Regions from separate parts of the Anser cygnoides genome. Here region 2 is linked to region 1. Evidence: chromatin contacts called from public Hi-C data. All regions are on one chromosome and are shown on one strand. The core of a region is the stretch at or near the end of the contact, and the rest is flanking DNA. Distances in the headings are between cores, read along the strand shown.

The links. Hi-C and Micro-C count contacts between places; a contact is called where the count stands out from the background.
Region 2: a Hi-C map of liver shows a contact between it and region 1, with 5 times the contacts expected there. The contact joins two enhancer-like sites. A contact is called at or near these places in 3 of 7 Hi-C or Micro-C datasets (granulosa cells and liver).

The regions. Positions count from the first base shown.
Region 1 is chr7:5,257,231-5,264,194 of Taihu_goose_T2T_genome, forward strand. It overlaps ATE1 (arginyltransferase 1), which reads left to right. Exons shown (of 12, transcript XM_067000483.1): 12 at 1-776. Among named protein-coding and RNA genes, the nearest start is that of FGFR2, 49 kb to the right of the region's middle. Within about 2 kb of position 3,206, at least 1 of the 3 cell types and tissues checked has open chromatin away from gene starts, as enhancers often do. A contact at or near this core is called in liver, where this site is marked.
Region 2 is chr7:5,616,417-5,623,405 of Taihu_goose_T2T_genome, forward strand. No RefSeq gene overlaps it. Among named protein-coding and RNA genes, the nearest start is that of WDR11, 48 kb to the right of the region's middle. Within about 2 kb of position 2,610, at least 2 of the 3 cell types and tissues checked have open chromatin away from gene starts, as enhancers often do. A contact at or near this core is called in liver, where this site is marked.

The sequences.
Region 1 (6,964 bases), core at 1,956-4,455:
CTGTTGGTGTGAGGACAAAAGGTAAATGACCATTTCCTGTGAATTCTGAACCGGTGCTGTCACTTCCTGACCTCCACTGAAACTGCACTGCTGCAACAGGGTGGGCTTTTGATCCCTACTGAACTCAAATTTAAAAAACCGAGTCAAAATTGAGATGAATTAAAAAATTGAGCTCATCTGATCTGGTGTGCTGAGATCTAATTTGCTTCTTTGGTATTCTTTTAGAAGGAAATTAATGCAGTGTTTTTCAGGACTGATTATTCTATCCCTATTTCAGAAGTGGCATAGAGTCCTGAGGATGAAGTTCTCTAAGTTTTGCCATTGACTTAAGTGGAGCTGAAAATTCACCACTATTTTAATTTTATTTAATAAAATGTCATTGAGAATTATTGAAGTTAGAGATATTTAATTTAGTATAAACTATTTTATATTTTTGCTTTAGTGTAATTAGTTTGTGAGAGTTAATCTCTAAAGTAAATTTGCCTTGTTCTATTATCTGTTGCTAAATAAGCGTAGAATAGTGGTAAGAAAATGCAGAGCTGTGACCGTTCCAAAAAAACAAAAACAAACAAAAAAAAAACAACACCATGTTTTGTTTTAATTGGAAATAAACAGGGAGCTTATGCATTTCCAGCATCAACAAATTTAAGTAAATGCAAAAGAACTCGCATGTTGAGTTTGTAATTGCTTTTCAGCAGGCCTGTTTGATTTGTAAGTACAGAAAATAAAATTATTTCTAGTCTCTGTGAATTATTATAAAGAATTAATACCTTTGAGTGTGAATTCTGTCTTACTTCATAGGAATTGATTAATCCGGTTGTTGACAAGTGTCCAGCGAACAGCAAAATTGGAGAAGTCAGAGCAGCAGTGACTGGAAGGTATATGTATCACCTGAAAACATATAACCATATTTTAGATCTTTATTTTAGTTCTAGCTAGAGAGTGTATTTAAGATTTCACTTGCATGCATTGAAACAGAAGCTCTCATTTTTCTCTGAATGGAATAAAATGAAGTGGTAGGCTTTTCACAAATGCAGAGCAGGTAGAACTACTTATTTTGATTAGGCTGTACCATTTCCAGTGGGCTGAAAAAAACAAAACAAAACAAAAACTTCCCCTGAACTATGCAGCCAAACAAGCAACACAGAAGTCTGGATTACATGCTGCTCTCCCCAGAGGTAACCAAATGCTGATTTGTTTTCCTTCTGGCTGAGGAGGAATTCCAGCTAATTCTGGATTCCCGAATTAGACTTTCATCAAAGCTCAGTGCCACCATGGCTTAAATTTTGGTCAAGCCATGCGGTGATGCAGTGCGTGATGTGCTACAAGGGCCTGCCCCTCAAATTATATTCCTGGGAACGATTACTTTTCATTGTTCGTTCAGGGTGCCTACACCCACGACTCTTTTTGAAGCTGTGTCAATGCGTTTGCCAGTTCTGAAGCTGCAGCCTGATGACGCACTGCTCTGGCTGTGTATTTCTGAATTTCTCCTCGTTCTGCCCATCCCAAATAATCCTTCAGACACGTATTATGGGCTCTCCCCATCGGTCTTTCCCTCTCCACTCCCTCCTAAGCCTTCCCAAGCTTTAATGTTTCTTCTAACTCATTCGGTCCCAGTCCCGTTGCAGGAAGAGAAAAGTCTGCAGGCAGGACTTAGAACAGAAATCTTCACCACATTTCAGGGAAATCATCGGTTTCCAGAAGCGTCACAGCCACATGTCTTACCCACTGTCTTTATAAAGCCGGACCTTCAGAGCCTCTTGCTTATGATGTCACTTACCGAGCATACAAAAAGGCCAGATTACATTTCCACTTGCCAAATAATTTGTTTTCTTAAGTGAGTTGAAGCAGTGGAGGCTTTCCAAGCCCTGACTGGCTGTCCTCAGGAGGCCGGGGCGGTCAGCCCTGCTCCTCCGCCAGGCTGGGGACTCGGCTGAGGAAGGTGCTGCAGAGAAGGCCCCGAGGAGCGGCCGGTGCTGAGCCCCAGTGGCACAGAAAAGGTGGCTGCTGGTCAGAGGAGAGCTAGCAGGTAAATAGCCGTGTGATTGGCCTTTAGGCACGAGACAGATTTTAGTCTCACTGGAGAAATGAAATGCACTGCAGGAAACAAATGGTATAAATAACCCCACGTCGTTTCTGCAGTAGCTGCTAACCAAAGGAGGATACCAGCCAGGATGATTGCAAGAAATTCCCCCTTCTATAGGGGCTGCTGAGAACCACGGTGACTCAGTGCCCGAGTATACACACGCTTATTAAACACAAGATTTAATGAACACAACTGCTGAAGTATGAATGAAATGTGAACTATGTTGTGTATGCCAAAATACATTGTTTACAGGACACAGATGTGCAGCGGTAACGCTCGCTGTTACTAAGCTAAACCAGGTGGTAGCTGTGGTCAGCAGATTGCTGAATAAAAAAAACTCGGAATTAATTTGTTACATGCATTTTATAGCACGCTTTTAAAGCTCATCTTGTTAGAGATTTGTTTGCTAACAGTATTAAAATACAGGAAGGTAAATATAAGAAATTAACATATAAAGCTAAGTATAGCGTATGTTAATTCTATCAGTATTAATAGGAAACAATCAACTCTGAAAACTAGCAGTTAGTGACCTTCCTAGATAAATAAGTAGCATTGAGCTAATAGCTCAAAAGCTTGCTGGCTGTATTTGTTCGTGGTTATGTTACACTGTTTTGATGTTTATGCATTTACTTAAAATAACTATTCCCATCAGATTTTTGTGCTTCTCATCACTTATTTCCTCTTTGTTTCTGACACGTAATACGCGTGTCTGCCAGCAGTCCTGCTGAGAGGTGGCTCTCAGGACAAAGGCTGGCGTTAGAAAGTCCATTAGGTAGTGAGAAGAGAGCAGAGTCCACAGGGACAGTCAGTTTGCAACCTTTGTGCTGCAAAAAAAGCAGGATTTATTTATTATTTAGTCTGTTGCAGACTTTAAAATAAGTGTGTCATGTTTCTTTCATTTCCCTTTCTCTGTGACATTTGCCTGTCATTGTCCAGGGAGAATCAATAGAGCATTGTAGAATAGTAAGATAAAACATACTAAGGTCAGTGTACTGCATTTAAAGCAGAAGAGCTCTAGTTAAGGACTGAAATTGCACAAATTCTGTTGAAATTCTCCCTCTATGTTTACGTAGGAGCAGAAAAGTGGATGTTTAAAAATTCTGTTGCTCTTCCCTTCTGCTTTGCTCCAGGCTGGGACAGGGGAGGAGGACGTGCTGTGTCCCCACCGAGGGCAATTGAACGGTTTGCAGTTCCCTAGGTTCCTTGGGGGGACTTCTTGCTGGGACTAGTAGCCTCGTCACTGAAAGCTTTTAATGCCTGGTGTTAACGCCTGCTCTGTAATTTTCATACTTCTGGTTGCACGTAAACTTGTTCATTTTGTCTTACTGACTGCGAAGAAAATCACTTCAGTTCCCCTGCAGCAGCTCTAGACATTTTAGAAGACTGTCACAAAGTCAACCTTTGCTTTTTCTGAACTGGCCGCTGCCAGTTCCCTCCGCCTGTCCAACAGGCATGCTTTCTAGATGCTGTATGGAGCTGTCTTAAGTATCGCCACTGCTAGCTCCTCCAGTAATCGGTGAGTAACTACTCCAGTGTTTTACACAAGCAAGTAAGTGTTGCTTTTTCGAAATAACAGTAGTCACTATGCTGATTTTTCTGTTCAGCACAAATCCATATTTCCTGTTAATCTACCACACTTCACTTAAATATGGTAAAGAACCCAACCGAACAGTAGCAGCAAACATCATTTTTCTCTCCTTAAAGGATCTCAGTGTGCAGCCACCAGGGGGCACGTTCCAGCTTGCGAAGTTCATCACGCACTGATGGTATTTGTTGTCTGAGTGTCTGAATTTTCCATGTCTCTTATTATTAACATCTCATTCTGAGCTTAATTTTCTACTCTGCTCTAATTGTGGCACATTGGAGAAATAGATTCAGGTGGGGCTGAGAAATTTGAATGAAGTACAGACTTCGTGAAATAGCTTTTAATCATTATTTTAAAACCAAATATTCTAGATTTTGTGACATAGGGTTTATCAGATGAGCTGTACTGTGAATATATTGCTGAAACTAAGATCCGTGGAACATGTAAGGCAGGCCCAGCTGGCAGTTACATCTCTTGAAATGTTTTCAGATACTATTCTAGACCAAATACCTTGCTATTCCTTTCCATGTTGGAGTTTCATTGATTAACCTCTATCAAGCTGTGTGCAGTAAGAGCATTAATAACGTCTCATATACTGTTTGTTGCATGCATTTTGACAGCAGCTCTGTTTCTCAGTGGGATTGCATCAACTAAGTCAGTGCCTCTCAGGAAAAAAGTGCTATCCCCAAAAATGAACAGTGTGCTCACATTTTCTGGTGCAAGACAGACGGGTATTGCACTCATCCACAATTTGCTTAGCAGTTGCATTTTCAGTTATTAGTATCAGTGTTTTTTCTTCAGTTATTAACAGTGTCCTTGCTAATGCCCTCTTTTCAAAAGCCAACTGATTTTTTGAGTCAAACATAGTTTTATTTAAAGGAAAAAAAAAAAAAGGATTACTGCTTAGTTCACACCTACTTCAAAATCCACAGACTCAAAAATCTCTTCATTGTCAGTAGAGGTTTTGGCAAGTTTTCTGAGGCATTGATTGTGAAAGCAAGAACAAATTTTCATTATTTTTCGTCCTTCTGCTTATGCCTCTTTTGTTTTTAACCTAAGTTGCTTTCATGTCAGAATTTCTTTCTCACCTATACAGGGAATAAAATCTTGTCAAAATAAGGTTTCTATTAACACAGCGAACTCAGAGGTCAAGAGACTGCAATGCTTTTCTTTATTGCCAAGGGCATTGTAACCCATTTGTTTTGTGAATATGATACTAGTCTCTATTGCTCAAGTTTAAAGCAAAGACACATCAGTTGAAAAAACAGAGTTCCAAATTTTAAATTATTTATTATTCTTCATACAAATAAATTATTCTGGTGCCCAGAAACTTGGAGGACTGAGCTGTGACAGCTGCTTGCGTGTGTCCCAAGTTGTGATTATCCTCATCCCTGAGATTTCTGAAGTGCACAAAATCCCAGATGCAAATACTCCTTCCTCAGCTGCCTTTGGTGCAGTCACACGGACAACGAAGGGTAGAGTTAGAACTGAGGACTGCGTTTATAAAATTTTCTAAGTTTTAGAAACCAGAGCTGGTTATTTACTCTCTCGCAGTGTTTGGCAGCCTATATGAAACAGAAAATAGCTGAAGCTCAGGCACCTCAGCAAAATTAGCAGTGCCAACTCACTGGCCACCCCACCAATGAGCTCACTGAGATCCAAAACTGGGCAGCCTTCTGCAAATTCAGGAGTTGAGCTGTTGCTGACCAAGCTGAAACCCACTGACGTTCATAACCCACAAGTGTGGTTTCTGTTGAGGTGCTTTCCTCCATCGATGTGTTGTAAGTTGAAGGAGGACCTGGGGTTCTGGGAAATGTTGTGCCCCACTCACTGTGCCTCTTCCCAGGGGACCGTAAGGCATGCCACAGCCTGTGGGAGGTAAAGGACTTCTCCCTTGCTGGCCTTTCCAATCAGCACCTTTGGTTACTGTATAGTTTTATACTTTCCTTGTTTGTTTTTAGCATCCTGGGGAGCTTGTATACTTTCTGGTAACTTCTATAGCCTGTTCCCTTTGTCTCCTAGAAATGCTTTTACGGAGAGGCATTATTATTCTCATGGGAAATGGGGACGGTCCGTGGCACTGTGCGACAGCAGTGTTGCTGTCGCTTCTGGTTTTTCATTTGGAGGCTGTCAGAACATTTCAACCAGGAGTAAATTAGCACAGTCTTACCGAGTTGTAATTAGGGGATATGTCAGACAATGCCTGCGCAGCTAAAATAAGCGTGGCGGCAGTCTGACAAAACTGTGCAACAGTTTAAGGCTGGAGGTGAGAAATGCACCTGTGTTCAGCTGGGCATTTGCATGGATAAAAGGTAGCTCCCCCAGGAAACGGGCAGCAAAGCCTCTGCAATAAGGCCGTGCCTTTGCTAAGGTGCTGTGTAGTCTTCAGCTCCTGCAGTTTAACACCAACAACTCCAGTTTAAGACATCGTGAACCACCCCGGTCTCATCACTGACACTTTTCACCCCAAATCAGTATCTTCTTCAGGTGGTGACCATTTAAATCCTCCCGTGTCCGTGGGCCTGTTTAACCGAAGGGCTGTTCTAGGAACTCCAGTGCAGCGCGATGAAGCTGGAGGCTGTGCATCTTCTGTTGCACTGTTTTAAATAGATTAAATCCATACTTTTTATTTACTGCCTTGTATTGTAAAAATATTTCCGTAATGGGAAAAGGGGGAACACTGCAGTAGAAAAACGACTCTTTAAAAAGTGGATGTTCCTCACAAGGCTCAGCTCTCCTAGCAGAAACCCATCCTACCAAAAGGAGCGCAGTTGTCAGAACATACTTCCCGTGTACAAATAAGAATACAATTGCTGTGCTTGCAGATTTTTCTCAGTTTTAACAGGTGATCTTCCATTCACTTCCCTCTTGTTGTGTTTTGATGTTGTTTTCCCAGTGCCCCCAGTTTTTCTTCTGCACATCTGAGCTTCTTTTATTTCCATAGACTCTTTAGAAATTGATACATCCATCCGTAGCTAGTTATTCAAAAGCTTGTTTAGTCAAGCAGTGTGTTCTTCATTACTACCTTGAAAAGTGACCTCTTAGGAAACAAAGACCGCGTTGACATTTACAGTTAATAATCTATTGATTTATGGTAGAAAACAAAAGCAATCAACGGGAGAGCTGTAATTGTTTCATTAAGTCCTATGAGCAGCACATTGTACATTGATCCAAAACGTCTCGGAGCTACAGCTTTACAATGTCATGACTCTCCCCGTGGGCACCTTATTTTTCAATTTGCTGGCACTTCAAAGTGCTTCGGCAGTCTCACAATATCCCATCAGTTTGAATCG
Region 2 (6,989 bases), core at 1,360-3,859, 360 kb after region 1:
AGCTCCAGCAATAGAAGCGGAGGGCAGCTGTCGCCCAAGTGATGCTCTCGCACACTGCCATCCTGTGGTCCTCAGGCAGACACCAAGCAGGATCCCAGGGTGAATTAATTGTTGGGATGGGGCCAATACAATAAGGACCATGGGCTGCTTTTATTTAATTGTTTCTTCAATCCCTGAATTCAGGGTGTGAGCATTAGCAGCTCTGTGCCTTAAAGCAGAATTGCTTCAATAAGATAAATCATCTGTATTCAAAGAAAGCATTAGCTAATACTTATCTTCATGTTTTTCACAAACCCTTCTTGTGTAAAGACATTCCACAGAGTGTTTCTTCTGTTTTTTCCTCTGGTGAGTTATGCTTTTTTCTGACAAGCTGTGTGAGCGACATGCAAGGTACAAACTCATGATCCTGCAATGTGAAAAGGACAAGGAAATGAAAGATCGCTGAAGCTGGAGGATGACCCAAGCTCCTTGGAGATGCTGGCAAGGTAAAGGCAAGAGTACTCTCAACATCAGGCTCCTCACTGCCCTGGCTTTCCCATCACTTTTTTCTATGTTAGCTGAAGAATTAGCAAATGAGATGCTTTGCATTAAGAACAAGCCTCCCCATAAAAACCATCCACTGAAAGCTCCGTTGGGACTTCTTTGCAAAGAAAACCGTGTCTTTTGTTGAGCTGGGTCTGACGAGTCAGAACCACTACGGCCTCTCATCACTAGCAATAAACATTAGGTGCTTCTACCAAAAGAAGCAATCTGTATGTGTTAACTCGCCAGCTGACAATTCAGGGATGGTTTCCTACTGAATTAAAACTGCTCTTGTTGAGGTATATAAATTTTAAAACTGTCAGAGAGAACTTTTCCTGTTGTAAATTTTCTATGCTCTTTTCTTCTTCTTCCTACACACATAAAATAAGCTACTGTGATCTGAGCTGCCTCGCAGGAGCGCTGCCAACAATTTACCGTGGGTTACTGGCATAAGCATCCTCTGATCCTCCAGATAAATGCAAAAAGAGATTACTTTCATCACCTGAGCACTGGATACACTTGCTGTAATTTGTGTGCATCAGATCTGCTCTCGGTATTTTCTAGAAAGCAAAATCTCCCCTTTATTGTAAATAATGAATAATTAAGAGACAGTCCTTTGACACAGAAATAGACTGAACTAGACTTGACTACGACAACAAATTTTAAAACAAGCCCTACCCCGTCTGCATTAGATGCAAGGTAATGTTTAAAATCGTACTTGTAATGCATTTTCAAGCATTTCTTACACATCAGACCAAAGCCAATTTCAAGGGAGGGGTGGCCTCATGCTTAGAAACAAGTCCAGCTCTCACACCTTGGTGCCTTATAACAAAACTGGACACCCTCGATATTCTTCCCTGTCCAAGCAGCCGGTTATACATTGCACCAAAACCTGATTGCTCCTGCTCGGCTATTTCCTTGGAGCTGCCCCGCTTAAGGACTGAACGCTTGTGAATGCTTCCTAGTGGGAAGGTACAAAACAACCCTTGGGTCACCATCATTTCACCGGGCAGGTGACTGTCCCCACCCCAGCTGCTCCATTCCCTGAGCTCTGCTGCCCTCTCCTGCATGAGCTGGAAACTGGGAGGATTTTGGAAACTCTCCTGGGAGGATTTTAATGAAATACCACGTTTTGTGGCTTTCAGTGGTGACTTGCTTATGGCCCGAGGGCTGGGGAGGAGTATGAGGATTAGGGAAAACAAGGTGAAAGGAGAAAGGGATCCTATCAAGGGATCCTATCCAGATACCAACCTATATTGGAAGGGTCTGCGATGAGACGTCCAGCAAGACAATATAAAACTTAAAAGTGCATAAATGTATCTATTTTGTCTATTCACACTGCCTCCTGGGTTTGAAAGCTGAAGACACGCAAGAGTTTATCACAAAGCACTGGGACTTCAGAGAAATACAAACATTTTTAAAAGTTCATAAAAAAAATGATAATGTGGTGGAGTGGGAAAGAGAAGAATACATTTGCAAGTCATTTTGTGGTGGGGAATTTGCCTGCAAAGCAGTCAGAAAGGATAAACAAATTATTTCAGTTGGGTTCAAAGAATGTGTCTTGGCTTTTTGATGAGATGGTTGTGGCGTAAAATAATAATACAAAACCTATATATTAGCCTAGTCCTACTGGGAGAAAAGGCTGCTACCAGAAAACACCACATCCAGGACTGGACGATCACTGACAAATTACCTTCCTGGTCTCTTTTGATATTAGCAAGGCTGCTTTTTCTTGCAATGCATTAATCTGACTTTCAGCTTGTTTTTAATCAAAAACAGGCATAACTTTGGAGAGTGGAAAAAGAAAGCAGATGCTGAGGTAAACCACAGAATAGAGCTGGAAGAAACAGTCATAAAGAAAAGTCTCTCTGGCTTGATAAGTATTTAAGAAATATTTTTTCTGAAGGGAAGGGAGAAATAAAATACTCCATTTTGTTCCAGTTTGTAAAAAATGTTATGTCTGCTTTCTCTTACCAAACATAGGACAAATGAGCTGTTTTGTAGAGTATTTTGATGCAGCTCCTATTCTGTTGTGTAACGTGGGAAAACAACAACAACAAAAATATAAAACAAGGCTGGTATTTTGCAAAACAGTCCCTAGAGACTGTGGAACAAAAACTTCACTTTTGGAGTGTCAGGAATAAAAAAAAATAAAAGAACTCAGAATGAAATTAATCCTGTGTGCAATAGGGATTAACATTGTGCAAGCAATTGGAAGTCCAGATACAATACTTCAGTTACTGTAGATACCAGTTAAAATTGCAGATGCAAGAAATTACTGAAATAAGAATGCAGTAAGGCAAAAAAGACTCAGATGCTTTCAACTTCTTACCTTCTACTGATTTCTAACTACTGATGGGACACATCCTGACCATCTGATGTATGTACCTGCAATGGAAAGGATTTTGTTGGTGTCTCCAAATACAGATGTTCTAAGTCAAATTTTGTAATTCAAAATAAAAAATAAACCCTTCATGTATTTTTCTCTCCCCAGAGCTTTCAATTTCAATGCAACCCAAAGCCAGGCTACCCTAACTCCAAACCCTCAGGTCTGTATTGCCATCTCTGTGCCTTGGCCCCTTGTAAGTGAATGGTTAACCAGATCAGGGGACTGACACGGCAAAACATTACTTTAAAAGCCAAACAAAACAGAAAACACTTTGAGCAAACAAACGAACAGAAAACATTGTTATCCAGCCAGCTCAGCTTCTCTCATGACACAAGCAGCAGCACAAAGCAAGCAGGAGGATGCAGAGAGGAGCACACATGCAAGAGAGCACCCAAAAACTCATCCAGGTCACCAGGGTCTCGCTTAGCCCTGTGCTCACAGCTCCTAGCTGAGAGGATGGGCACCACAAATTCCTTTATTAAAGCAGGACATTAGATATAGACAAAGTCATCCAAGATATGTCAGGTTATTTGTAGAATTAAGAGCAGAATGGAAAAGGCAATAGTTTGGGGCAATTCTCCCATCAGTCAAGGGAAAAGACTAGTTTATGCTATCTACATTCAAGAGACCTGACTTATCTCAGCCAGTTCAGTGGAAACTGCAGAGTAATGGCAGGGTGTTCCTGGCTCGGTGTAGGTGTGGATACACAGAGAAACCATTCCTCAGCACGTGGTTCTGGCTTTGGGTTGAAACCTTTCCAACCAGGCTGTGCCGAGCCACACAGGCCAGCCCCCGCCGGACAAAAGCTGCGTGCTGGCAGCACAGCCTGTGGCTCAGCACCATCTGCCTTCGGCCCCAAACCAGAGAGCAGAGTGACAGACAGGCAGCAAGAGAAGTGTCACTGACCTCGTTAATTAGAAAAACCCCGTCTCTCTGGAGAGGGAAAAAAAAAAAAAAAAAAAATCAGAAAACACCAAAATCAAATCAAATGAGTTGATGAGTTGGAGCTCTGTTGAGAACTGAAACTAGACCATAAGACCAACTTTTTGACAGGTGACTAAGGACTATCTGAGCACAGTGAGGGGATTGAAGCCGTGGTCTTAGAGGATGATACCTATATTAGCAATCCAGCTAGTTTTCCATAAAGCAAGGCAATGCTGATGACACAGAAAGGAATTACACGGAAAATCCAGACAAGGGATATAAAGCCTGCAGAAAATACACTGTATGGAAATCCTTAACAAAACTTTCTGGCTTAGCTTGGATGTAAAGAGTAGATACTAGTCCTGCAAGTAGTTTAACATAAAACATCAGATTAATTTCTTAATTATTAGAGACATAAACCAAAAACAATAAAATGTGTCTAAAAAGTGGAAGATGTAGAAACTTAGAGAAGGTAAAAACACAGGTACTTGACAGCAATTATTACCTATGATAATAATATAAACCTGTTTTATAATATCAAGTAAGCATAAAGACAGACATCCTGCACATTTTTTGGGTAAAGACCTGTGACTGCTTATTACAGCCTACTGTAAAATTTGATTAAGAAACAATGCTGGAAAACATTTTCAAAGGATCAACGAAATACACCATTAAACATGTGTCTACGATCGGATTCAAAAAGCAGGCCTCACAGCAACGAGAGATTGACTCAGCAGGGCCATAACTATGAGATAACTTTTTTTTTTTTTTTTTCAATTGAACCGAGCTGCCTGCAGCTTTTTATAAGTTACAGCAAGTGACACAGGAATCAGACTAGTCTAATGTAACTCCATTAGATCCTGCTACTGTAGGGTGGAAAGCAATGACCAAACATTGCCTTTTTAAAGCACTTGCCGGCATCTCGTTTGAACAATATGTACTACTATCACACTGAATAACCCTCTGGAAAGCTGTCACTGAGATGGAGTTTGTCAGTGGGAACTGCAGCAAGTCATTATTTGCCAAATACAGCAGTGGTAACAATGAAATGGAAAAAAAAGCATTTTCAACCTATGGATTCAAACCTCGGAATGAAAAATCATTAAATATGGCCCATGAAGTCACTCTGAAGCATGTTTTTGCCTTGACCACCTTCTAAGTTTGGAACATCTAACAGACAACACTGGTGTCAACCATAGCATCTGCTGCTCTGCAATCAAACTTCAATTTCCCTTCCTCTGGTAGGCAAAGGGGGGCACCACTTACCTTCTATAATGGCATTTTAAATATGTTAGTTGAATATGTTGAGTCTCTTCTCTGAATAAACATACTTTTCCTGTTCTTCCACCACTGTTTCTTTTGGGGAAATGAACACATGCTGACTGGCTATTTAAGTCGATTTTTTAGTACTACAACCCTGGAGAGGCAAGAACACAGTTCCACTGAATCTCCTTATGATTAATCCTGTATTAAACCTCTGACTTTAAAGCAGTTTTATACCTTGAGCATATGCATGAGCAGGGTCTATTCACTGATTTTATTTTGCTATTCTCCCATTTCTTCATTTTTGCTGGAGCCTTTTAAAGCATTCTTTTCCCCAGACACTAAGAAAAAGGACTTTCAAAGAAATACAAATTCAAGAATTAAGTTCTCCTTCCTTCCCAATTTCTTAGTTTTTCCTCTTCTTACAAGTTTACGCTGAGCTTTGCCACCTGTCACCACCTGTCTACGCTGAACAAGGAGGAAGAGATTCTCCTTTCCACAGCATCATCTCATCCCGGTGAATTGCTGCTGTGATATTCTCTCACTTTCAAATGCAGCTCCATGTGAAATTTTTTGCAGGATAAGACCTAAGCACAACCAATGCAAGCTTAATTATTTTTCTCCTCTCTGATTTTCCTGACTTGCTACAGGAATTGTAGGTACCGGTTTTCACCAGTCCTCATACAGTAGACCAATGAAGCAGTCGACATGCCTTGTTCAGGAAACTGCACTGTGTGCCAACACTTTCCAAACTCAGCTGTTTCTGTTTTAATTCTGCTTAAAATTGCTGCCTTCTAGCAAAAGCAGCTGAGGTAGTTAGAAAATAGCATGGCTGTGACTCATCTTCAGTGCTTAAGTAGAAACTGAACAACTTAAGTGTCAGGAAGTCACAATTCAAAGATACTATATTGCAACAGGATCAACATGACCAGAGAATTTTATGTCACTGTTCAGATCTATTGGTACAATTTTTTTTATTTATTTTTTTCCCTGAACTCTGTAACTCTGTAGTGAATTATCTTACTGGGCTTACATTAATATCAAAATTGTGCAGACTTCTTCAGAGAAAGTAATTTAAAAAAAAACAACAACAATACTCTTTGCCAAAGTGTTATTTTATCACCCACCAGCAATTACATATTCAGTTGAGCTTTTAGAATACAATTTTGAGAAGGCAGTGATCACCCGAACCAAACACTTTTCCTGTTAAAGAATCTGCAGTCGTCCTTGCTTTCTGTCTCTAGTATCAACAGTTACAAAACAGAACCTCTCAGGAATATTTACTCAGACACTGAACACATCATCATTCTGCATTAGGTTTCTTTGATATACAATATAAGCCGCTATCTGGCTGCAAGGTCTATAAATTGGCAGACTGATTTAAATTTTATTGAAAACAAATTATGCAGTGCAATATTTTTTTCATTTTCCATAGATTCTTCCTAGTGAATCAAATTTATATATGCACATGTGCAGATATATATATATGATATACATAATCTAATTTTTTGAAAAGGACCTTAGAAGTTGATCCGAGTTAGGCAATTTTAGACACTGTTAATCAATGTGATTCATTTACATACACTGCCTGTATTGTGAGGCACACCATGCTCCAAGGAAAACTTTAATTAGGGCTTGGTTGTACTGAAACTTAGCTGATATACTATTTTTCCAGACTTTTTATTTACATCTAGATCTAGTATATCCAGTATAATACTGAAAAAATTTCAATTTTTAAAACTAAGTACTACCACAAGAGTCCCATGTCAGTATTTACCATAAATCTCAATCAGACTGTAAGCACACAAGCTGAATGTGAACACAGATCTAGAAAGAAAAAGACACTGCAGGACTGAATGAGCTTCACACAGCAGACGTGCACATTTCAGAA